Regions from separate parts of the Mus musculus genome. Here all the other regions are linked to region 1. The links are chromatin contacts, called in public ChIA-PET, HiChIP or PLAC-seq and promoter capture Hi-C maps. All regions are on one chromosome and are shown on one strand. Each heading gives the region's core, a stretch centred on a gene start, on an enhancer-like site or on the middle of the called end of the contact. The rest is flanking DNA. Distances are from core to core; before and after follow the strand shown. Region 1 holds the start of Adsl (adenylosuccinate lyase). Region 2 holds the start of St13 (suppression of tumorigenicity 13). Region 3 holds the start of Grap2 (GRB2-related adaptor protein 2). Region 4 has its middle 41 kb from the start of Gm52179. Region 5 overlaps Grap2 (GRB2-related adaptor protein 2). Region 6 has its middle 4.2 kb from the start of Gm52179. Region 7 holds the start of Fam83f (family with sequence similarity 83, member F).

The links. Promoter capture Hi-C pulls out the DNA fragments that hold promoters and counts their contacts. ChIA-PET counts read pairs in DNA pulled down with a chosen protein or histone mark. HiChIP or PLAC-seq counts read pairs in DNA pulled down with a chosen protein or histone mark.
Region 2: a contact with region 1 is called in a FOXA1 HiChIP or PLAC-seq map of pancreatic cancer cells. The contact joins the promoter of St13 here to the promoter of Adsl in region 1. A contact is called at or near these places in 7 of 39 promoter capture datasets (the 3T3-L1 cell line, 3T3-L1-derived adipocytes, cranial neural crest and 4 more), 3 of 115 datasets of contacts at active chromatin or transcription factors (astrocytes, memory CD8 T cells and pancreatic cancer cells) and 1 of 9 other capture datasets (adipose tissue).
Region 3: an H3K4me3 HiChIP or PLAC-seq map of the 230-238 cell line shows a contact between it and region 1, with 12 read pairs. The contact joins the promoter of Grap2 here to the promoter of Adsl in region 1. A contact is called at or near these places in 3 of 39 promoter capture datasets (embryonic stem cells, pre-B cells and stem cell-derived epiblast-like cells), 1 of 484 Hi-C or Micro-C datasets (Th1 cells), 2 of 115 datasets of contacts at active chromatin or transcription factors (the 230-238 cell line and acute myeloid leukemia) and 1 of 9 other capture datasets (adipose tissue).
Region 4: an HNF4G HiChIP or PLAC-seq map of pancreatic cancer cells shows a contact between it and region 1. The contact joins the enhancer-like site here to the promoter of Adsl in region 1. A contact is called at or near these places in 3 of 39 promoter capture datasets (the 3T3-L1 cell line, liver and pre-B cells), 1 of 484 Hi-C or Micro-C datasets (the N1E-115 cell line), 2 of 115 datasets of contacts at active chromatin or transcription factors (memory CD8 T cells and pancreatic cancer cells) and 1 of 9 other capture datasets (embryonic stem cells).
Region 5: an RNA polymerase II ChIA-PET map of effector CD8 T cells shows a contact between it and region 1, with 5 read pairs. The contact joins the enhancer-like site here to the promoter of Adsl in region 1. A contact is called at or near these places in 1 of 39 promoter capture datasets (neutrophils), 2 of 484 Hi-C or Micro-C datasets (the C2C12 cell line and the G1E-ER4 cell line) and 1 of 115 datasets of contacts at active chromatin or transcription factors (effector CD8 T cells).
Region 6: a contact with region 1 is called in a FOXA1 HiChIP or PLAC-seq map of pancreatic cancer cells. The contact joins the enhancer-like site here to the promoter of Adsl in region 1. A contact is called at or near these places in 3 of 39 promoter capture datasets (the 3T3-L1 cell line and stem cell-derived epiblast-like cells), 1 of 115 datasets of contacts at active chromatin or transcription factors (pancreatic cancer cells) and 1 of 9 other capture datasets (embryonic stem cells).
Region 7: a contact with region 1 is called in a promoter capture Hi-C map of the SN4741 cell line, with 3 times the contacts expected there. The contact joins the promoter of Fam83f here to the promoter of Adsl in region 1. A contact is called at or near these places in 3 of 39 promoter capture datasets (the SN4741 cell line, embryonic stem cells and hematopoietic stem and progenitor cells) and 2 of 115 datasets of contacts at active chromatin or transcription factors (bone marrow-derived macrophages and pancreatic cancer cells).

The regions. Positions count from the first base shown.
Region 1 is chr15:80,946,837-80,950,092 of GRCm38.p6, forward strand. It overlaps Adsl (adenylosuccinate lyase), which reads left to right and starts at 1,654. Exons shown (of 13, transcript NM_009634.6): 1 at 1,654-1,864. The coding sequence starts at 1,712.
Region 2 is chr15:81,398,141-81,401,396 of GRCm38.p6, forward strand. St13 (suppression of tumorigenicity 13) reads right to left here and starts at 1,554. Exons shown (of 12, transcript NM_133726.2): 1 at 1,345-1,554. The coding sequence starts at 1,454. It overlaps Xpnpep3 (X-prolyl aminopeptidase 3, mitochondrial), which reads left to right and starts at 1,998. Exons shown (of 10, transcript NM_001347075.1): 1 at 1,998-2,147. The coding sequence starts at 2,084.
Region 3 is chr15:80,570,921-80,574,176 of GRCm38.p6, forward strand. Grap2 (GRB2-related adaptor protein 2) reads left to right here and starts at 1,677. Exons shown (of 8, transcript NM_001289442.1): 1 at 1,677-1,821.
Region 4 is chr15:81,299,648-81,302,903 of GRCm38.p6, forward strand. No RefSeq gene overlaps it. Among named protein-coding and RNA genes, the nearest start is that of Gm52179, 41 kb to the left of the region's middle. Within about 2 kb of position 1,659, at least 181 of the 459 cell types and tissues checked have an H3K27ac peak or open chromatin away from gene starts, as enhancers often do. A contact at or near this core is called in the N1E-115 cell line, liver, memory CD8 T cells and 2 more, where this site is marked.
Region 5 is chr15:80,610,108-80,613,363 of GRCm38.p6, forward strand. All of the region lies in intron 1 of Grap2 (GRB2-related adaptor protein 2), which reads left to right. Among named protein-coding and RNA genes, the nearest start is that of Mir6957, 34 kb to the right of the region's middle. Within about 2 kb of position 1,589, at least 29 of the 459 cell types and tissues checked have an H3K27ac peak or open chromatin away from gene starts, as enhancers often do. A contact at or near this core is called in effector CD8 T cells, where this site is marked.
Region 6 is chr15:81,263,115-81,266,370 of GRCm38.p6, forward strand. No RefSeq gene overlaps it. Among named protein-coding and RNA genes, the nearest start is that of Gm52179, 4.2 kb to the left of the region's middle. Within about 2 kb of position 1,482, at least 59 of the 459 cell types and tissues checked have an H3K27ac peak or open chromatin away from gene starts, as enhancers often do. A contact at or near this core is called in pancreatic cancer cells, where this site is marked.
Region 7 is chr15:80,670,392-80,673,647 of GRCm38.p6, forward strand. It overlaps Fam83f (family with sequence similarity 83, member F), which reads left to right and starts at 1,456. Exons shown (of 5, transcript NM_145986.2): 1 at 1,456-1,996. The coding sequence starts at 1,526.

The DNA.
Region 1 (3,256 bases), core at 404-2,903:
GCCACTACTTGGCTTTGCTTGTCTTCTTACCTCACTGTGCCCCTGGGGGCATCAGCCATAGTTTTCAGGCAAGAATTCTAACTGCCAAGAGATTAAATAACTTGCCAAAGGGACTGGACCGACATCCATGGAGTTGCTGGGAGTGGTTAGTGAGGAGACAAGCCAAAAAGCAGGGGCCTCCACAGTAACCAGAACTAAGGTAGCTGATGATATTTAGCAGAAGTCCATGCATTAAAAAACAAAAACCAAACAACAACCACCACAAAACCACCTGGGCTGGTGACCCATGCCTTTAATCTGAGCACTCAGGAGTCAAAGACAGACAGATCTCTACATAGTGAGTCCCAGGCCAGTTAAGGCTACAGTGTATCACTCTGTCTCGCAAAAATAAAGTCAGAAAAGGAAACAGGACCAAGTAGAAAGCTAACAGCTGAAGCTACGGTTTAATGAGGAAAAGTAACCAGAGGCCAAGTGAAGCAGAGTCGGGAGAGAGCACTACGGAGCCTGGAGCCTGGAGCCTGGAGCCTGGAGCCTGGAGCCTGGAGCCTGGAGCCTGGAGCCTGGAGCCTGGAGCCTGGAGCCTGGAGCCTGGAGCCTGGAGCCTGGGAAGGATTGGCTCTGCAAGGATCTCTGTGGAAGAGAACAGTGAGCTGCTACAGCATATCCAAGCAACTATACCCCCGAATCAGTCCAGAGTACAAAGTTCCAGGAACACGTTCTTTTCAGCATACATCGGCCCACAGCCTCCAATCCAATCGAGGACCTTGGGCGCAGGTGTCTGGTAGGTTTATCTGATGTACAAACTATTCTGGCAACAGCTAAGTCTTAAGCTCAGGAAGAGGAGACACTAAGGAGCGGTTGTGTGGGGAAGAGGGAGCAGTGTTCAGATCTAATGTACCATGCCTCGTGTGGGTCTCTTTATGTTGCTGGACGAGGCTTTTTGTTTTCTGTTTTGTGTTTGTTTGTTTGTTTGTTTGTTTGTAGACAGGTTTTCTCTGGCTGTTCTGGAACTCGCTCTGGAGACCTGGCTGACCTCAAATTATTATTATTATTTATTTTTTTATTTTTGTTTTTTTTGAGACAGGGTTTCTCTGTATAGCCCTGGCTGTCCTGGAACTCACTTTGTAGACCAGGCTGGCCTCGAACTCAGAAATCTGCCTGCCTCTGCCTCCCGAGTGCTGGGATTAAAGGCGTGCGCCACCACGCCCGGCTATTTTTTTTTAATGTATGCTATTTTCAGCTTTATTCTGATACAAAAACTTTGAATTTTTTGTTCTCGAGCCACCACGCGTGGAATAATTCTGACAGGCTGCTTTCCGGAGATCGGAACCAGCACCGCGGTTTAAGAGTTTCGGTCTCCAGCTGAGCCTGTCTCCAGCGGGACTGCAGTACTCCAAGTGTCCACTAGGGCGCCTTCCTGGCGTCCCTCCGAATGCCTCTGCAACTTTCCTTTCTGGGTTAAACGCGGGTCTTAATGTGCCTTCCTCAGATGGAAAAACTGAGGAGGCACAGCGTGGGGCAGAGATTCGTAGAAACCAAGAGAAAAGCGTTGACCCTCAGGGGCGACGAGCCAAACTTGAACCATCTTCGCCTTCCAGGCCGGCGTTACACACGGGGCGGGGCCTTGGGAGGAAGTCCCGCCCCACGCACGCCACCCTTCCGCTTTTGGCCCTGCTGCTGGTGTCCGCCGCGTCCTGGTCGCGTGTTGAAAATGGCTGCATCCGGCGACCCTGGCAGTGCTGAAAGTTACCGTTCTCCGCTGGCGGCCCGCTACGCCAGCCGCGAGATGTGTTTCTTGTTCAGCGACAGGTACAAGTTCCAGACGTGGCGGCAGCTGTGGCTGTGGCTGGCGGAGGCCGAACAGGTAACTGGCCGGGCCTCTTGTCCCGAGGGAGGTCACGGCCCGAGCACCTGTTGCCTCGGCAACAGTCCCAGAGCCCTGCACATCCTTTGGAGGACTTCGGTTTGGGCAAGGCTATGTGTGTTTGCGTCCTCCCACAGCGCATTTCAAGTGGAATGCTACTTATACCTTTGCAGGCTCAGGGGGAAAGGCGCTTCCCGCCAAGCTATCCGACATGAGTTTGAGCCGGGTTCAGCATGGTGAGAAAGGCGAAACCTGACTTCTATTAGTTGTCCTTCGACTTCTGTGCGCTCACACATGCACACACACACACACACACACACAGAAAACAAGTAGATTATTCTTTTAAAAAGTACGTTGCAAACTTGATGGTCATTTTTCGCATGAGCACGAGGAGGGCATAACCACCACGAAATGCACCCTTAGGATTGTTATGCCGGGCTGGTTGTTGTAGTTCATGGGCATCACAGCTAGGTCGGCCTGTTGGTTGCTTTCTGCCTTTGGGAAAGCTTATTTGGTGCCTTCAAAATTGTTTCTTGTGTTCTTGCCTTCTTGTCCTCTCGTCCCTCCTCCCTCCCTCCCTTCCTCCTCCCTCCTCCTTCTTTTTCTTCCTCCTCCTCCTCTTCTTCTTCCTCTCTCTCTCTCTCTCTCTCTCTCTCTCTCTGCCTTTCTCTGTCTCTACTACCGTTGCCAGTGTCTCCTTAGCTTGTAAGTGCCCTCAAGCTGAAACTGAAGTGTAAGGTTTATCTGGTCTACAAATTGCTTGACGCATACACAGCTGTGAATATGGATCATCTGTTAGAGCACCAACTTAGTAGCGAGAGGCAGATGTGATACTTAGCATGAAAGGATTATTTTTCTGTGTAGTTCTGTGGCTGCATGTGGATATGGGCTTGTGTGAGTGCAGGCGCCACTGGAGGTCAGATGATGCTGTGGAACTGGGGTTACAGGTGCTTTTGAGCAGCCACGTGAGTGCTGGGAACCAGAGTCAGGTCTCTGCAGGAGCAATGAGGACTCTTATTTGCTGAACCATCTCCCCAGCACATGTGTTAACACCCCCACCCCACCCCCAGCATTTGGGAAGCAGGGGCAGGTGAGTTTCTGTGAGTTTGAGGCCTACCTCCTACCTCATCTATATAGCGTGTTCCAGGCCAGCCAGAACAGCACACTGAGACCTTGGCTCAAACACACACACACACACACACATACACACACACACACACACACAAACCCCACGCATGACTGGTGAAGTTGGGGAAGTGATGAGGAGCTGAAGAGACACTTCAGTGGGTCAGAGCATTGGCTGCTCTTCCAGAGACCTCTTCCTTTCCCAGCAGCCATGGGGCCGCCGCACACAGCCATCTGCAACTTCAGTTCCAGGGGATCTGATGCCTT
Region 2 (3,256 bases), core at 304-2,803, 450 kb after region 1:
ACATATACATGCAAAACACCCACTACACATAAACTAGCTTGAAAAATAAAATAGCTGGTGTGTTGGCAAATGTCTTTAATCCCAATAGTTGACAGAGACAGGGGCAATCTCTGTGAACCTGAGGCCAGTCAGGGCTACATAGCAAGTTCTCAACCAGCAAAAAAAAAAAAAAAAAAAAAAAAAATTTAAAAAAAAAAAAACAAACTTACACATTATTTATTAGCTCCTTCCCTTAATCTATCTGGACTTGCAATCACCTGGCCAGAAAACAACCTCTCAGAAAGGCTGATTTACCAGAAGATATGCAAAAAGCTTGGAATAATTATCTTTAAAGAAGTAAAGTGCTTATACAGTCCCTGAGTCCTTCACTCCACACAGTTGCTTTCAGACCTTCATGGCTCAGCCTGCTTGTTTTTTCTAAGTTCTAATTGAAAAATATATAAAACTTTACTTTTCCCCATCTCTTTTTTTTTTATATTAACCAAAGACCCTAAACATGCACTTTCTCTGAAGACCGACCCTCCCCCATTTCTACAAGTGCTGGTGAGCTTCCATTGCTGACCCTAATTCAGAAAGCATGACTTAACATCCTCCCTCCCCTTGGCAGCTGTAGAGATTTAGTTTGTTTGTACTGTTGCGTTTTTCACCCTCAAATTCTAATGGTGCCTAAGCTTTCTTCTAATTCTGTCTTTAAAATCTTTTATCAACGAGACTAAAACAACAAAAAGGAGAAACCAATTCCCCAGTAATACTGTTTCCCAGCAGCTGGCACAACAATCATAGTACGCAGGCGAAATACTCTCCAGTTAGTCCTGCAAGCACACTGGTCTTTGAAGGAAAAAAAAAAATTCCTAAAGTAGCTGAAGTGACAGCGCTACAACTAACGTGGGTATAAATAATTCCCAACAAAATTCCATGCAATTAAAATCGTTGTAAGGCCAAGTACAGATAACTGAAGTTATAGAATAAATAAGTTACCACTATTAATATTTTAAACGACACATGGGTCAATGCGACTTAAACAAGACGCCAGGTTCAAGAAAAACAATCCCTTAGTAAAAGCTTTGTCTTCGTTCGCGCATTATTTCCACTGCTCAAATATTCACAACCCAAACACACCCCCATAAAGACTTAACTGCGGGGGGTGGGGGGGAACCAACTCTAACCTCTGCTTTTCCACCCCTAAGTTGCCCAACGCTCCAGATCCCTCCGAGAACCTCTCGAAGCCACTAAGAGCCACGAAGGGGCCTAGAACCGCTCCCCTCCTCCCTACGCCAGCTCGGGGCCCACTCCCCAACCCCCAACTTTCCGTCCCCAACGGTCCACGGGGCCCAGGGCTCTCACCTCTCCACCCACTCCCTCAGGAAGCGCATTTCCTCGGTGTGCAGGACGCTCGGGTCCTGCCTACACATCTTCACGAAGGCCCGAAGCTCGCTCACTTTGCGGGGATCCATGGTGGGAGGCTGGAAGCTGAAGGCGGTGGGCGGCTGCGGAGGCACGATGCCAGGCCCGGGAGCGGCTCAACGTGACCAAGTGGAAGGGGGCGGCTGCCGCGAGGCAGAACAGACTAGAACCTCCCCGGCCGCTGGCTCCTCCCCCCCAACGGCCTCGTGACCCCGGGCCTTCGCTCGCTCATTCCCACTCCTACCTCTGGACCTGTGCTCCGCCTAGAACCTTCTAGAAGTGTAGCTGCCCGTGACAATGCCTGCTTCGATCGGCGAACAGTCTCACTCGGATTCTTTCCTCTGACCTAATTCCCCGGGATGGATGAAGGACCTTGTGTCTGTGCGCTTTCAAGCGGGACATAGGGAGACATTTGGAATAAGATATTTCTTCTGTGAAGATGGGCATTAAGCAGAACGAGACGCCGCATGGAGGAGGGGGGAAAATAAATAAATGCCCGTGGGGCCGGCGCGCCCAAAACCTAGCCGAGTGACGTCACTGCTCTGCGCCGCCCCGGGAAGAAAGCCCGCGAGCCGCGCCTGCCGGAAGGGGCCGAGCAGTTGACTGGTTTCCTGGCGACGCGGCTGTGCTAGTGGCTTTCCCCAGAGTTTGTACTTTTCCTGACCAGTGGTTACAGGCCATGCCGTCTCTGCTCTCAACCCCCAAGCTGGCTCCCGTTCTAGCAAGGCTCCGCGGCCTCTCAGGTTAGAGTCTTTCCTGCCGGCGTCCCCTTCAGGTTCTTCCTTTGGAGAAAGCCTAAAGCAGCCCAAAGAGCTACAAGTTGATGATCCGTGGTTCTTCACCAATCGGCACCTGATCCCCCCTCACCACCCACGGATTTTTCTTTTGATCGATTGCTCTGGGAAAGAGTGGGCTTTAGGTTCTGTTATTCTGGGAAAGCTGGAGTGACTGAAGAGGAGGGAACTCCAAGGGATTGTCTTCAAAGTTACTCGAATTCTAAATTGGTAGCTTTTATCATCACACTTGACTAAATTGTTTAATGTCAAGTAGCGTGTGTGTGTGTGTTAGGTCAGGGTAAATCTTTCGCCTTTTCATAGGTTTCATCGGAGAGCTAGCTCAAAAGATAGAGCCGGGCTGTGGTGGCGCACGCCTTTAATCCCAGCACTTGGGAGGCAGAGGCAGGCGGATTTCTGAGTTCGAGGCCAGCCTGATCCAAATACAGAGTGAGTTCCAGGACAGCCAGGACTATACAGAGAAACCCTGTCTCGAAAAGAGAGAGAGAGAGAGAGAGAGAGAGAGAAAGAGAGAGAAGAAACACGTCTAGAAACAAATGCTTTGTGCAATTCAGTTTGTAAAGAACTAAGCGAGGGACGTGCCTAAGTCTTACATAAACAGTCAAGGTGATAGAGCACGGAGAATGTGAACCCTCCGTGTACAATATGGTGAGCAATTAACCTAACATAAAATTTTATACTGGAGAGTGAGTCACCTACTTTGTAAGGAGACCTAATGTTGGATTATACTTCAGACGAGGTGTGCAAAATCTGAACCAGAAAATAGGGTATTTGACATTAAAATTGATCTTGATATTTGCATGTGATACTTGGATTCGCTATTTAAAACTGCACCATTGCACGGAGCCTATTCTGTAATCCTGGTAGTTAAGATGTGCCTTTAACGGAAATGAATGAAAATGTGGCAGGCCACAGACTGTGACTAGACTAGAACCAGCTTTTTGTTTCGGATCGTTGACTTTCTTGTAGCTTCGTGTAAATCCTGACTTGATCCAGCTTTAGGACTAAAACACATTAAAAAAATCTAGTAAATATATTATAGTTTGTTTCTGAGGAAA
Region 3 (3,256 bases), core at 427-2,926, 380 kb before region 1:
AATGACCCAGTAAAGACTCACGTTGAGCAGCTCACTGTGGTCTGTTACCCCGGTTTCAGGAGACCTAGCACTCTTCTGGTCTCCATGGGCATTGCATTCCCATTACTAAGGATGCAAATTACTTCTTCTAGCCCATTTGATGAATATTTACTGAGCACCTACTATGACCAAAGTAATGTGCCAGTTCTATACCAGGCTCCTTCTTCCCTGTTTCAATTAAAATGCATAATCAGGCAGGCATGGTAGTACACATCTATAGCCCAGCATTGGGGCTGGCTGGACCCAAATCTTGAGGCTGCAGCTGGAAGTCAAAGAGTTCTAGGCATAGCCTGGGCTACAGCACAGAAGAAAACATGTCTCAAAAAAAAAGTGAGAGATTATAATGAGAAAAGGGTTTTTAAAATATAAATCTTCAAGCCCAGTGGTGGTAGTACACTCCTTTAATCTCAGCACTCAGAGGTAGTGCAGGTACATCTCTGAGTTTGAGGCCAGCCTGGTCTACAGAGCAAGTTCCGGGAAACTCTATCTTGCAAACCAAAAACTAAAATAAAATAACTTTTTAGTAAAGTTTATCATTTAAAGAAGCAATGAGATACCGCCTCAGAAGTCAGGAATGAAGTCTAAGTTATACTCTTAGAACTTCAAATTGAATCAAATGGGGAAAAAACTATGCAGAGATTCATGCCGGAGGTATCCCGAAATGTCCCTCTTCTCCTTGGATCCAGCCTCCAAACTCTAAAGGCCTTGCTTAGCCAGTTGAAATGCGTCTCCTTTTTGTGCAAGAGATACAAGAACAAAGAGAAAGGAAGAGAGACTTCAACGGGCTGCAGGTGGTGTGGGGGCAGGGAGAGTTAGAAATATGGAGGTGAGAACTGGGGAAGTTGAGGGAGATGATGATTCTTAAATTGTCAGAGAGCCTTGGGTCCAGCTTGCTCAAGAGAACGTGAAGTCCCACGGGTCCAAGGAAAGATCTGCACTCTTGACCATAGCAAGCCTGGACTTAGAACCCCTGGCTTATCGGCTAGTTAACCCCCATAGTGTGTGTCTGTGTCGTGTGTCTGTGTCACTAACAGAACTCCTGGCTTAGAGAGCCTCCCACTGTTTTCTTCCTTCTCTCTTGGGTCAAGATTTGTATCACAAGCTAAGAGTTATGTAAATGGGTTGGCTACACTTAGCAAGCGGTTTCTCTGAGATTTTAACATCATGATTGACCAGGGAAGACTTTAACTTTTTCCCAGTGGCCTTTGCATTTCTCCGGATGGAATGATGTGAAAACAGGCTTTTTCCTTGAGGCCAGCAGCAGCTTGTTACCGGATCATATCCAAACTCAGAAGTTTTCTTGTGTGAATGTGAGCGTTGGGGGCAGGCGTGTTTTCAGAAGTTTTCGTATGTGTATGTGAGCGTTGGGGGCAGGCGGGTTTTGTTAAAACTGAAACGAATAGGAGCAGGCATGTTTCGGTGAACCTCCTGCGTTTTGGTTCAACTCTAGCAGCTAGAAAACAAAACCACATAATCTGAGGCTCACGCCCAGCTCTGCGCAGCAGGGTGTCTGCTAGTTCCTGTGTGGTTTGCCTGCAGACTGGCTGGGGGGGAGCTTGGAGGAGGGCAAGGGGCAGGGAGGAGGAAGCTGTATTGATGGATCTGGGGCTTGCGACCTGCTTCAGTGTGGTGCTCAGAAACCAGCACAAGGCAGACCTGTAGGCTGAGGCGGCGCGGTAAACTTGACATTTGAATGCATCTTCCCACTGGCAAAAGGCAATTCTAATAACTCGTTGTCAAAGCCGAGATACACGCTCAACTCAACCTCTTCGCGTCCCAAAGGTAAGTCATGCGTCGTGGGTGCACGCCCTCTGGAAACCTTGAGCGCTTTTAAGATTCTGTTCTCTGTAAGCCAAATCTAATGAAAGCTAGTCCTACTGGTTTTCTGAACTTTGCTGGCAATACTTCAGCCATCAGCCTAGGCTTCTTATCTAGTTGGCTTACGTTAGTAGGGATTGGATTCAACTTCTGTCAAACGAACTAGAGAAAACTTGGTCTTTACTGGGCCCATGGGGGAAAAAACGGCAGTTCTACTAACTGGCTTCAGAGCGATCTCTGGGAAAGACCTTGGATGTTGAGGTCCCAGAGGGGGAAAAAAAAATCCCCCTTCAATAGTGAAGTCGGGGAGTGGCAGGTGGTAGGGAATTGAGCCCAGACTCTGAGGACTTGCTCAATTTTTTCACCAACTCCAAACTGCTAGTTCTGGCGGCATTTGCTCTCTTTACGAAGAACACTGGTCTGAGTTCCTTTAATAAGAGAAAACTTCCCGTGGGAAGACATGAGGAGAGGGTGTTGTCTATCTTTGTCTCTTTATTAATAGTTGTGTGGCATCTTTAAAGACCATCTCTGGTTTCTGCTCTTGTCCCCATCTGTTTCAGAACCTGAGAAAGGAATGCAAAGACCAGGTTTTCACTGACTTAACCATGACTGCATCCACTTAACCTCAAGTGCAGCCTTGTTAATAAGGCATATGGAACACTTTGTATATCATTAGAAGTACTCATCCAGAGATAGACTAAGGGGGGCTACTTGGTCTCCAAACCACCGCAGGGATAAGGCAGTGATGAGCACACATTGTTGGAGGGTGAGAAACTTCAGTGGAAGAGCCTTGCATATGGGTCCATTTATTATAAACTGCTAATTTGTTATAGGGTCCCTTTTTTTTTCTTCTTCATTTTTGATTTCAGAAAGAACGTTTAGTTTAACCTGGTCTCTTTTAGTGAATCAACATGGCCTACAAAGCTTGATATTCATAGTATAATTTTAGAGAGGCCCTCTTGAAAGAAGCAGCCACTATTAAGTAGTGTCTCCCTCTCCCCCCCCCCACCCCCCCACCAAGGCAGGGTTTCTCTGTGTAGCCCTGTCTGCCCTGTCTGTGTAGCATAGGCTGGCCTCGAACTCACAGAGATCCTCCTGCAAGTAGTATATTTCGATGCCAAGTTTTTAAAAAACTTCTAACTTATTCCCTTTTTAAGAATTTTTTTGTGTTTGTGTTCTGGTTTTCTGTAAAAGGAGGCAGCCCCACATCACTGAAGAAAACTACCCTATTAAACTCAACCCCAGAGAGTCTCCCACATAGTAAACTGTAATCTTATTCTCCCTAAATTGTAATAGCTTTCATCTTTTAAAAATGGCTTTACTGAAGCTGAGGGGAAGGAGGTGATCGATCAATTCAATATAAAGAAATGCCTTTGCTTCTAACAATAGCTTCCACGTC
Region 4 (3,256 bases), core at 409-2,908, 350 kb after region 1:
ACCTCATGGGAGTCATTTATCTCCTGCTAGGAGGGTTCAAGGACAGAACTCATCAGGCTTGGTGGTGACAAGGGCCTCTACCCACTGAGCCACCTTGCTGGCCTGGATGTGTCAGTGTCTTGTAGTGACTCTGGCCATCGTCACAATGATGCTTTTGAGTCAGGCTCATCTTGCCTCAGATTTCCTACTGTTTCATGTTTTCTACTAGAAATCTATTTGAAAGGCCTCGTGACCTTTTCCCTTTTTATTTTAGTTTTGTTGAAAGAGGATTTTGTTATGTAGCCTGGAACTGAGTACATCGACCAGGCTGATCTTGTTTACAGTGATCCTCCTGCCTCTGCTCCCCAAGCCCTAGGAGTACCAGCATGCACCACCATTGACATCAGCCAGTTTCCCTTGACTTAGCATCGGCTTGCTACGTCTACCTTCATCTCCTCCTTTCGTCTTGTCTTCCCCAACATGTGAGTGCTGCTTTGATTTCTAATGCTGCTTTTGAGATTTGTTGGAACCACACAGCAAGTCAAGGTTGTGCCTGTTTTCCTCCACATAGTAGTGTGTGGCTCCACATAGTGTGGCTCCACATGGTGTGGCTCGTCCTTGCTGCCACACAGACTTGTGGTTTGCTCTCTTTCGTGGCTGCCTAGTGCTCCATTCTACAGATTAATGTGACAACTGCTGGTTATTCAATTATCAGATGATTATCTGGGTATAGGTGAGGTACAAGGGACTAAACAAGCCACCCAAAAAGAAAAAAAAAAAAAAACAACAATTTTACATAGATTATAGAGCTGCCTCCCACCAAACTCATTCATCCTGAACAGAGCTGAGCCTGAGATCTTAGCGGTACATACGCACCCAGATAGGTCTTGCAGAGTCCTTGCACTTTAGCCCAGGAGAATTCTTTCCTGTTTTGCTTTGTAGAAATATCTAAAGTTTTCTCTGGCAGCCTGATTCTCAGCAAATCACTGGAAGCCAAAGATGCTCTCAGATGCAGACACACGGACGGCAAGAAATATGTTAATAATTAACACCTAGGAAAATCATAACCCGTGTTTGCAAAAAAGGCAGATGCAGAAATGCAAGTCCAGACCATACTGCCCTGGGCAAGCCTGATCCCTTCCCAGTCTGGAGTGAGTCTCTTAAGGGACAAAGCAGCCAATTGTGGGTGACTGAGACAACTGTGGGTGGCTGCCTGTGGCAGCCAGCAGAGTCATGTGAGGACTATGTGCTAAAGCAACAACTTGCCAGGCTGTGGTGGTGCACACCTCTAATCCCAGCACTTGGGAGGTAAAAGCAAGCAGATCTCTGAGTTCAAGGCCAGCCTGGTTTACAGAGTGAGTTCCAAAACAGCTAGGGATACATAGAGAAACTTGACTTGAAAGGAAAAAAAAAAAAAAAAAGCAACAACTGAATTATATACACCTTATTATATTTACTGTGGCCAGGGATCATCCACATTTTGAGAATGATTTAATAAAATGGTTAAAAACAAAACAAAGTGGCAAGTTAGGACATCTTAGAGCAAGGCAGGGGGCTGGGAGATCTGTGGCTAGTCTTCCAATCAATGTGTGTTCCTGAGCATGGTGACAGGTCACCCATGGTGACTCAGAGCAGGCAAGCGCACAGTCCTGCAAAGGAACAACACGGAGGCTCTGGGAAACCCACAGCTAGCGTCACACTCGACAGTGCACGCTTTTGCCCGTAGTCAAGAACAAGACCAAACTGTGTGGTTTCATCACCTGTTTCCTGTTGTGCGTTGCCCTGGTGCTGTTTGTACTTTGATGCTAATTCTGCTTCCTCAAGAGGGACTGGCTCAAGGAGTGGATCACGCCCTCTGGTGATTTCAGGCAAACCTTCTGCCCATTTTATAAAGCAAATCAAGGCGAGAGCCTGTGATTGGGCAGTGGATGGGAAAGGTGGGGCTGGAGGTTTTAGAGAGGGAGAGAGAGAAAGGAGGAAGGGAAGATGAGGAGAGAGAGAAGAGAGAGGAGAGAGAGGAGGATAGAGGAAGAGAGGTGGAAGGAAGATGGAGCAGAACCACGTGGCCTACAGGAACGGAAAGTAGCAAAGGATTTCCCACCTGGGGCGTGAAGTAGTGTAGTGTTCAACTGTTGAAACGCCACCTATTCTCCACAAGGCTTTGCTTGACGCAGTTGCTTTTCTGCCTGCTTCAGCTTCTACATGGAGGGTGCCAGCAGTACATCATTCAAGTTAGACATTTTTATTAGCAGCCATAAAGGCCACAAAGAGGTGGACACTATGGGTGAGAGACAGGCTTTCACGTGTCAGTTTCAATTTCTGTTGCCATTGGGAGGTCCTGAGCCTACCTTCTGCTCAGGAAAGATTGTCAATCATAGATGGCAACTCAAAAAGTTTAGGCACACGCTTGGGGAAAGGAATAAAGAAGAGAATAGCATTTGAAGGAGGCACCACCTACTCTGTCCTTTGCTTCTGCTAGATACAAAGGATGCGAGCTCTCCTGTTCCAAGTTTAATCTACCGATCCTCTTTAGGCTGTTCATTAAATGTGAAAGTCCTTCTTTTCATGGAAGCAGATTTCACCGGGCACCTCTGGAGGCCACGAGCTATAATGAAGCCAGCACCCAACGTTAACTACAATGCCCTCTGGTGGCTTGAAGTATTTTCCTTAGTTACAACAGTAAAATTAAACAAAACAAAAGCTCAGAAAACAACCATAACCACCATAAAAGTCCCAGCACTCGGGCAGTTTTCCCTCTTAAAAGGAAGCTCTTCTATAAAGTCGGAAATCATAATTGTAAAACTCCTTAGTATGTATAACCTTCGTGACCACACATCTTTCTACACAGGCTCATTACCAAACACATGGATCAGAGATGAGTAGGTGAGAAAGAGGGGTTGAGACAGCTCAGTTAGAACGTTTGCCTGGCACACCCGAAGCCCTCTGTTCCCCAGCACCATGTAAACAAGGCGTAGGCGTGGTCATGGTCGACCCAACAGTAACTCCAGTACTTCAGAGGGTGAGGGAGGCGGAGCCAAAGTTCAAGGTTATTCTTGACTTTCTGTTGCCATGACAAAACACCATGACCAAGGCAACTTGGAAAAGAAGGGCTTTCGTTAGCCTTAATTCAGCCCTGGGGAGGGGATGGGGAGGGAATTGGAGTTCACCATGGCAGAGCAAAGGCACAGAGGGAGGGACAGATAAGAGCTCACATCTTGATCCAAGAGCAGGAGACAGGGAACATACTGAAAATGCGGAGACTTTTGAAACCTTGAAG
Region 5 (3,256 bases), core at 339-2,838, 340 kb before region 1:
GTGAGATGTGGGAAGATGGAAGGCCACAGCAGCCCTCTCAGATACAAGAAAAGTAAACTGAGTGATTTGCAAAGGGGCACGAGGACAGGGAGACAAAGCAGGAGGAGAGAAAACAGACAAGAAAGCCCATGAGTACCGGCCACTCTCCCAAAGTGTGGCGTAAAAGAGCTGGCACTATGGACGTGAGTGCCAATGGCGTATACAGAAAGGGTCATAGGCATGGTCTGCTTGGACTTTGGTATTGGATTTTGTATTTGTTACAGATTCTAGAGGAAAAAAATAATAACAAGGTCGTAAATGCTTCATTTAGGAGGCAGTGAAGGACGAGGAGTTAGTTAGAGGGCTTATCTAGCATATCCCCTGGGGTTCAGCCTCAGCACCACATACAATTGGGTGTGGTCCACAAGAACACAGCCCACAGAATCATCTAAGCAGAGCTCATAGGGGCTCACAGAGACTGAAGCAACAACCACAGAGTCTGAGCTAGGTCTCCTGTATATATGCTGTGGTTGTGTAGTTTGGTGTTCCTGTGGGACTCCTAGCAATGGGAGTGGGGGTTAGCTCTGACTCTTTTGCCTGCTCCTGGGACTCTTTTTCTCACTGGGTTGCCTTGTCCAGCCTTAATTTGAGGGTTTGTGTGTAGTCTTATATAACATGTTATGCCGTGCTCTATTGATATTCCTGGGAGGCCTTCTCTTTTCTGAAGGGAAACAGGGAGAAGGGATCTGGAAGGAAGGGGAGGTTGGGGGACTGGGAGGGGTAGAGAGAAGGGATATTGCAGTCAGTAGGTTATTTAAAAAAATTAAACCAAGTGTGGTAGCATATGCCTCTAATGCTAACACTCAAGTGATAGAGACAGAAGGGTCAGAAGTTCAAGGTTTTCCTTGGCTACTCATGAGTTTGAGGCCATCCTGGGCTACCTGAGATCCTGTTAAAAAGAGAAGAAAGAGAGGGAGAGAGGAAAAGAGAGAAAGCTTATTCTATTGTGTTTATACTTGATAGTGAAATAATCTTGACTAATGGATCAACAGTAGGAGGCTTTAGGTAAAGGGGTGGGGCTCATAGATAGCTAGTTGACTGAGGTCACACAACTGGTTAAGGAAAGAGCCAGGACATGAATCCCACTGTGGCCAGCTCCAAAGGCCATATCCATTCATTATAGATCATGTCTATTTATCATAGAATAAAGACTCAATGTCCCTTGGTTCACTTAAGAAGAAAGAGTCGGGCTTTGGAAGATGGCACAAGGACATGAGTTCAAGCCTCAGGACCTGCATTTAAAAGTCAAGTGTGGTTGTGTGTGCCTGTGATCACAATACAGAGGAATTAGAGATAGGCAGAACCTTGGGCTCGCTGATCATACAGCGTACCTAACAGGTGTGCTCTGGCCCAGGGAAAGGCTATCTCATAAAATGAGGTGTAAGGGAAGAAAAGGAAGAAGAGAAGGAAGAAAAATCAAAACGCCTGCAGGCCAACCAGACTGGCAGCTGGCCAAAGGAACAGAGGCAAACAGAATAAAATATTCAGGGCCACGTGAAGCCCTGTGCTGTGGTTCAGAACTCCCACATTAGAAGGGGCCTAGCGTCACCATCTTCCTGTCTAACACACCTGCACCCTTAGAGTATTTTAGCTCCTGAACAGCCAGCAGCAATGTATAACACAATTACCAAATGCGAGCAGCAGAGAAAGTAATTGGATCATCCTATTTCGCCCAACCCTGCTCAGGCCACATCCTGAATACTAAGCTCAAGTTCAGTGACATATTCTAGAGCTAGAGGAGGACTGAGGTGAGGCCTTTGGACCTTGACCAGGAGATCAAGGACAGGTGATGAAAGACTCTGGAACAGTCATATTTAGGAAAGAAAATCTGGGATTTATGGTGGTCTGGGTTGTTGTTGTTGTTGTTGTTGTTGTTGTTGTTGTTGTTGTTCTTCTTCTTCTTCTTCTTCTTCTTCTTCTTCCTTCTTCTTCTTCTTCTTCTTCTTCTTCTTCTTCCTTCTTCTTCTTCTTCTTCTTCTTCTTCTTCTTCTTCTTCTTCTTCTTCTTCTTCTCCTCCTCCTCCTCCTCCTCCTCCTCCTCCTCCTCCTCCTCCCCCCCTCCTCCTCCCCTTTTTCTTCTTTGAGCAATGTCTGGGATGAGGAGAGACATTTTTGTTCAATGTAACAGACATGCCAAGCAGTTTGCTTGCATTTTACAACCAAGCTGCTTCCCTTGCACCTACATGCCCGCTGAGGAGAAACCCAAATTGCTTTGTGAACTGCTGCCAACTTGGTGAGCCCAAAGTTGGGGGCCTTTCTTGATCAAAAGTGCCAAGACAAACGAAAGAGAGACCAGCTGGCTGTGGTGCTTACCTGTAATCGTGACACTGGGGAAATAAAGGCAGAAAATCGGGAGTTTGAGGCCAGCATTGACTTTGTATCCAGTATGAGACCCTGTATGGAGATAGATAGATAGATAGATAGATAGATAGATAGATAGATAGATAGATGGTAGATAGGTAGATAATAGATAGATAGATAGATGATAGATAGATAGATGATAGATAGATAGATAGATAGATAGATAGATAGATAGATAGATAGATGGATAGATAACCAAACTCATTCAAGGAAGGCCTACATTTTCCTAAAATGAGAAAATTCTAATTATTTACTTGACCAGCAAAATTCAAAATAATATCCCTTTAACTGGGTTTTTGCTTGTCTTGTTTTCTGATTTTTTTTTTGAGACAGAGACTCACTATGAATTCCAAGGCAATATCAAATTTGTGATTCTCCTGCCTCAGCCTCCAAAGTGTTGAGGATTATAAGCATGTACCACCACCAAGCCCAGTTAATACCATCCCTTTGATTGGCAACTTTTAGTGCTTTTACGGGGTGACTTGCTCTATGAAGCTGTCAGCACCTCTAGGGTTTCAGGAATAGACTTATGGACTGAAGGCAGGTAAGTGACTGTCTGAGTTAATGTTCGCTTCTGCAGGCTTGGAAACCAGTGAGCTGAAAAATGGCCAGCGTTCCAATGATAAACGGGGATTTGATGACACAAGGAAAAATGACAAAAAGATTAAGGTGGCTGTGATCACAGAGTCTTCTGGGCTACACGTGTGTGTGTTGATCAAACAAGAGTGACGAGAACCTCAGGCACGGATAGGGAGGGGAAAAAGAGGAGACCGACAGGGAGTGTGTTATGGGTATGAGCAATGTTACAGCCCCAGTGACCACAGAGCAAAAGATGGAGGGTTTTCAAACACATGATA
Region 6 (3,256 bases), core at 232-2,731, 320 kb after region 1:
CAATATTAGGTTCCCTGGAACTGGAGTTATAGATGGTTGTGAGCCACCATGTGGGTGCTGGAGATAAAACTTGGGTCCTCTGGAAAAGCAGTCTGTGCTCTTAACTGCTGATCCATCTCTTCAACACAGAAGAATAACTCTTAGGTAAACACCAAGCACCTACCTTCCATGAAGAGCAATGTAAGTACTGAGAAGGAGGGGCTGGGTAGGTAGAAAAGACATAGCTGAGAACAGAGCACTGTTTCCCAGGCCATGGTACTCAGTGCATGGGCAGAGTCACACTGGGAGTGTCAAGAAGGGAAATTGAAGCCGGGCGGTGATGGCGCACGCCTTTAATCCCAGCACTCGGGAGGCAGAGACAGGTGGATTTCTGAGTTCGAGGCCAGCCTGGCCTACAAAGTGAGTTCCAGGACAACCAGGACTACACAGAGAAACCCTGTCTCGAAACACGCCCCCCCCCAAAAAGAAGGGAAATTGAGGGGCTGGAGAGATGGCTCAGTGGTTAAGAGCACTGACTGCTCTTCTGAAGGTCCTGAGTTCAAATCCCAACAACCACATGGTGACTCACAACCATCTGTAATGAGATGGGATGCCCTCTTCTGGTGTCTCTGAAAACAGCTACAGCAGACTTACATATAATAAATAAACAAAGATTTAAAAAAGAAGGGAAACTGAGGGAGGGCAGGGCTGCTGTAGAACCAGGCTGTATAAAACTCATCTCTCAAGTAAAGCCAGAGTCTGTGATCCATAGGCCCGTGACAATGATTTACCTTTGATGTATGCCTTCCTGTGTCAGACATGGCTTGAGGCAGATTCGTCCAGGGTCCTGACTCTTGGCACTGAGATACTTGGATTTGATTCCAATTTTGTGCACAGGTGCATCTTACTTTCAGTTTCTGGGCCTCAGTTTCCTCCTCTGAAAAACACAGACAATAACTAGTAAAGGTGGTGTGAAGATTCCTCATATGTTCACATGTCTCAACACATACATTATTACTGTATGCCAAGCATTTGCATCATGCCTGGGACATGGGAAGAGCTTTGAAAGTACACACATCACTATTTAATCTTTTTTAATGGTTCTGTGAGCCTACGAATGCGAATGCTCGCCCTGTAGGTAAAGGTAGAGACTTGGAGAGCTCTCAGCTCAAACTATGAATGTAGAAAGAATCCTACATCCTGCTCTGCCCTTTCCTAGAGTTCTCCATGCTGGGAGAAACCCAGGGACAAAGCAGGGCTCAGGATGCTGAGTCCTGCATCCCATTTCCCATAGCACTCTTCAAACTAAATGCCCAGATGCCCCATGTCCACCCCAGATAATTGCAAAACAGAGCCATGCCTGCCTCCCCGGCTTTAAACAGCCGCCCTGTGCAGGACCTGGCAGCCAGCCGGGTCAAGCTTAAGTGTCTTCAGTCCCCAGACTGCAGCATGTCCAGCTGCTTACTCACTTGGCACCTCTAAGGCAGATGAACCACAAATATGGAACTCAGCCGGCAGAGGCCACATTACAACGAAACCACCCCCACTGCCTTGTGCGCAGCGGCCTCCGTGAGATGAAACTGGTTTGTGAGATGAGAAAGCTAGCTCTCTCCATCTATCTTAATCCTGCTGGTTGGATGCAAATTGCTTTCTCCTACTGAGGCGAAAGAACGCTGGTGGGTGGCTTGGAATGACTGGCGGGGGTGTGCAGCTGAATGTGGGATTGGGGTTAGTGACAGGGCACCCCAGGAATTCTTTGCTCCTTCTGCTCTGCTCTGTCTCGCCATGTGCCACCTCAGCGTGCCTTCGGCACCTGCACTTTTCTTCCCCTTTATCCCAGCTCTTGTAATAGGTTTTTCAGTCTGTGGGATTCCAGATCAGTGTTTCCCTTAACCTTGTATGTGGCAGGAAGCATTAGGGTGGAGCGGAAGTTATCAGAAACTAGCACCCCACCCCCACCCCCTGGGCAGGCTGCACCGGGTACCAAAGGATCCTACAAAAGATGGAGGGAAGCGGGCACTGGGTGTTCCACTTCACCTGGGCAGAAGAAAGGTCCAATTCATCTCCATGGACATTGCTACGTATTCATGGTTTACTCATGCACTGGGATGGGGGTAGGGGACATTTTCATGCACATATATATTTCTACCTGCTCCGTTATACAAATGTTTGAGGTGGCTTACAAATATATATATATATATATATATATATATATAATATCAAGGAATGAAATAGGTATCATTAGAAACGGGAAGAGGAATTCAGAGGAGGGAAATAACGAAGCTCATAACCATGCAGTAAGCTGCCCTGCACAGTTGTTAATGTGATCCATAAACTTGGCTTTGGAAACCCCAGCAATCCAAAGCAAAACACGAACATTCGAACACAGGAAATGTAGAATACATAAACGAAAAAAAAACTGTAGTGTCACGGGGGAAGCACCATCTTGCCTTTGTATTGAAATTTGGGAGGAATTCTTTCATGGGTCCATCCAAAGATGACCAATAGATAAAACAACCATTGCTCATTAGACTTCTTAGGTTGAGTCAAGTTGCTAAAATGTCATTCAAGGTCCTAATAATATTATGTATAATACTAGAAATTAGGAATAGTATAGATGTCCCTCAAATACATTATTGGACAAATGTCCGATGGAGTGTTAGGCAGTTATTAAGGGGAAAGATGAACAATTTAGGTTGCTCATGTGAAACAGTTTCCAAGATGTACTAGGAAATGAAAGAAGTTGGAGGCAGAAGAATGTCTCTATAAGGGAAGTGTCTGTGAAAATGAAATAAAAGTCATATGTACTTCCAAATGTTGTGCATGTCCTTGGTCCTTCTCAGGAGAGGGGTCACAAGAAACACCAACTGGATGCAAATGATTTTCTGGGAAACAGCCTGTTCACTGTACAGGCAGTGGTGGTATATGCCTTTAATCCCAGCACTCGAGGCAGAGGCAGGAGGCAGGAGGCAGGAGGCAGGAGGCAGGAGGCAGGAGGCAGGAGGCAGGAGGCAGGAGGCAGGAGGCAGGAGGCAGGAGGCAGGAGGCAGGAGGCAGGAGGCAGGAGGCAGGAGGCAGGATCAGGAGGCAGGAGGCAGGAGGCAGGAGGCAGGAGGCAGGAGGCAGGAGGCAGGAGGCAGGAGGCAGGAGGCAGGAGGCAGGAGGCAGGAGGCAGGAGGCAGGAGGCAGGAGGCAGGAGGCAGGAGGCAGGAGGCAGGAGGCAGGAGGCAGGAGGCAGGAGGCAGGAGGCAGGAGGCAGGAGGCAGGAGGCAGGAGG
Region 7 (3,256 bases), core at 206-2,705, 280 kb before region 1:
AAGCCCTGAGTTTTATCCCAAGCACAGAGGAGGGAGGGAGGGAGGGGGAGAGAGAGAGAGAGAGAGAGAGAAGGAAGGAGTGAGAGAGAGAGAGAGAGAGAGAGAGAGAAGGAAGGAGTGAGAGAGAAGGAGTGAGAGAGAGAGAGAGAAGGAAGGAGTGAGAGAGAGATAGAAGGAAGGAGAGAGAGAGAGGGAGAGAGAGAGAGAGAGAGATGCCTATTGACTCCTTCATACACACCCCTAATAACCCCAATAACCTCTGTTTCTTTATAAGAACAAGCAAAGGAGGCCACATGTTGGGAAAGGACCTCCCTCACCGCAGAGAGCATAGCAGTTCCTTTGCTTAGCCGCTCCTTTCTCGGGAGATATAGAAAAGCATTTATTTCTAGGCCTCAATTTCCTCGTTTGTGAAATGAGGGGGTTGGACTCATTTCTAAAGCTCCTTCCAGCTCCAAGTCGCTGTGCTACAAAATGAGAGAAATGTGAACCTTTGGTTGCTATGATCTGAAAATATTTTGAATGTGGAGAATCAAAATTGTACAGCAGCACACGAACAAAATAATATGTTAATGACTAAGAAGATTGTATTTAATCCAATGGGAAACAGCAGATCCTCTGGTGGTGATGGTGGTGGTGTGCACGCGCGTGTCTGTGCTCAGCTTCCTTCCTTGGGCTCAAACATGTATTTTGAATCGCTAATATAGTAATCAGGCCTCTGGCAGCCTATCAGGCCCAAACACACGCACACACCACTTCAAATTAAAATGAGGGGCAAATCCACTGCCTCCTGCTTACATCTTTGCTATTTGGGTGATTCTTTTAGGAGAAAAAAATTTTGTAGTGACGGTGTTGGTGTTGAATTGACAGCCCCTGGAGGCCTCTGATCTCAGAACTGGGACGCGTGGGCGGGAGAACTAGGGATTTCATTAGCATCTTTGCTTTCCCACACAGACTGCCCCCTACACAGTCCGACGATCTAGCCCAACAGCACACACACTTGGACCCTGAAGGCCGGAGTGGGTCAGGATGCTACTAAATTCCGCAGGCGTCCGGACTAGAACACGTGCTCTGGGCCCTGCCTGCGGGAAGATGAGGCTGTACCCGCGGGGCTGAGTCCCGAGGGTGCTGGAGGCGTAAAGGGGTCAGGTCGCCGACCTTCCCTGCACTGATGGGTCGCAGCTGGGAGGCGGGCGTGACTCAAAGGCCGCACGTGCCTCTGACCACAGCCGGGCTTTCACTTCCACGCCGACACTCTGCACCCCAGCCGGGCTAAGTAGGCCAGAGACGCAGGGCGTCGGCTGAGCCGCCCGTGAGGTCCCCGCAAGCCCTGCAGAGGCGGCGGTCCCTCTCCGCCCGACGGCCGCGCCCGCACCGGGGCCCGCGCCGATTGGCCGACTGGCGATCGCTGGGCGGGCCGAGGCGGACCTCGCGGCCAGGTGAGGCGCCCCGCCCCTCGAGCGCTCCAGGTGCGGCGGTGGGGACAGCAGGGTCCGAGCCTGGGGCCCCGGGACAGGGCTGGGGCGCCATGGCCGAGTCCCAACTGAGCTGCCTGGACGAGGCGCACGTGAACGAGAGGGTGACCGAGGCACATGCAGCTTTCTACTACTGCGAGAGGCGGCGGGCCGCGCTGGAGGCGCTGCTGGGTGGAGGCGAGCAGGCCTACCGCGAACTGGTCAAGAAGGAGCGGCTGCGGGACTTCCTCTCCAGCCAGGAGCGCCAGGCCCTCTGCGCCGCCTGGAGCCCCTACGAGGAGGCAGTCTCCAGCACCCGTGCCAAGGCTAAGGCCAAGGCCAAGGTCCCGGCCCAGCCCACTGAGTCCCTGGCCTACTGGCCAGACCGCTCGGACACCGAAGTGCCCCCACTGGACCTGGGGTGGACAGACACCAACTTCTACCGCGGTGTGAGCCGAGTCACGCTCTTCACCCACCCGCCCAAAGAAGAGAAGGCACCGCACCTGAAGCAGGTGGTCAGGCAGATGATCCAGCAGGCCCAGAAGGTAGGCCTCGGGCCCCAGTCCTGCACCAGAGGGACCCCCCACACACACACACACTCCCCTGCCTGGTCTCACTTGCGGGCCACTCTCACCATCCTCTGGGAAATGGACCCCCGCTGGCGCTCACCTTGTGCAGCTGTGATGAGACCTTTTGAAAGATGGATGTGTAAGTTCGTGGCAAAGCACTGGTTTTTCTTACTACAGTGTCTAGGTGCGCTAGCCTTGTGTTGGTATACCTCTGTCACCATCCATCTTCCTTGGGCAGTGTGACAGTTGTGAGGCCCTGTGCTAAACTAGCCACTCAAAGGGCTTGATCATGAACTATCACCAGGGATTTATTTACAAGGCGTATCCTCGGCCGTTTCCCTATTTGATCTTCACAATCGCATGAAGTTGGTAATAGCCTCCCTTCCCCTCTGGGCCAGATGAGCTTTTCTTAGGAGCCTTTCTCCCCCAAACAACCCGACTTTCCCATTATCATCCTCTCCTGGGCTTGGCACTAGAGCCCAAGCAGGCTCAAATGAATGAGGAACGCTATTTTAAGCTCTAGCAGTGGCTTGGCCCAGTGTTGGGTGCTCCCACAAAGCACTGGACCAAGCTCAGGAAGAGGCTCCTACTTTGCCCATCTGCTCTGCTTGGGTGTTGAGAGATGTTTCCAAGGAGCCTGGTTAGAATACCAGTTGGACAGCTGGCTGTGGGGTAGGTGAAAGACTAATCTTTTCCTCTGTGCCCTTGGGTACTTGGGTAGTTTCCAGATAAAATGTGGGCTATTGCATTAAATTCAAACTTCAAATAGGTCTTTTTGTATCTTTTTATTCCAAATAAGCTGCACGGCGGCTGCATTGATGCTAAAAGTGACTTTTCATTTACCTAAATTCAGATTTAATGGGACAGATATTATTTTACCTTCTAAAGACTGAGAGGTGATAGACATACTTTTATCCCATGCATGTATTGTGTTTGGGGTGTCCTGGCACATATGGATGTCAAAGGACATCTTTGGGGAGTCTGTTCTCTCCTGCTACCATGTATGTGGGTTCTTAAAGTTGAATGCAGGTAGTCAGGGTTGAGGGCAAGCATCCCCCACCCCCAGGCCACTGGGATTTATTAAGCAACGCCAACAACCTTTGATGCCCAGATCAGAATGTGCAACTAGAGGCTTGGGTCCACTGTTGTTACCTAACTTTGTGAGTGTAATTACAGCCATCTTTATCCTGGAGGCCAAACAAAAGAGATGCTAGGAAGGACAGTGAAGGTCTCTTC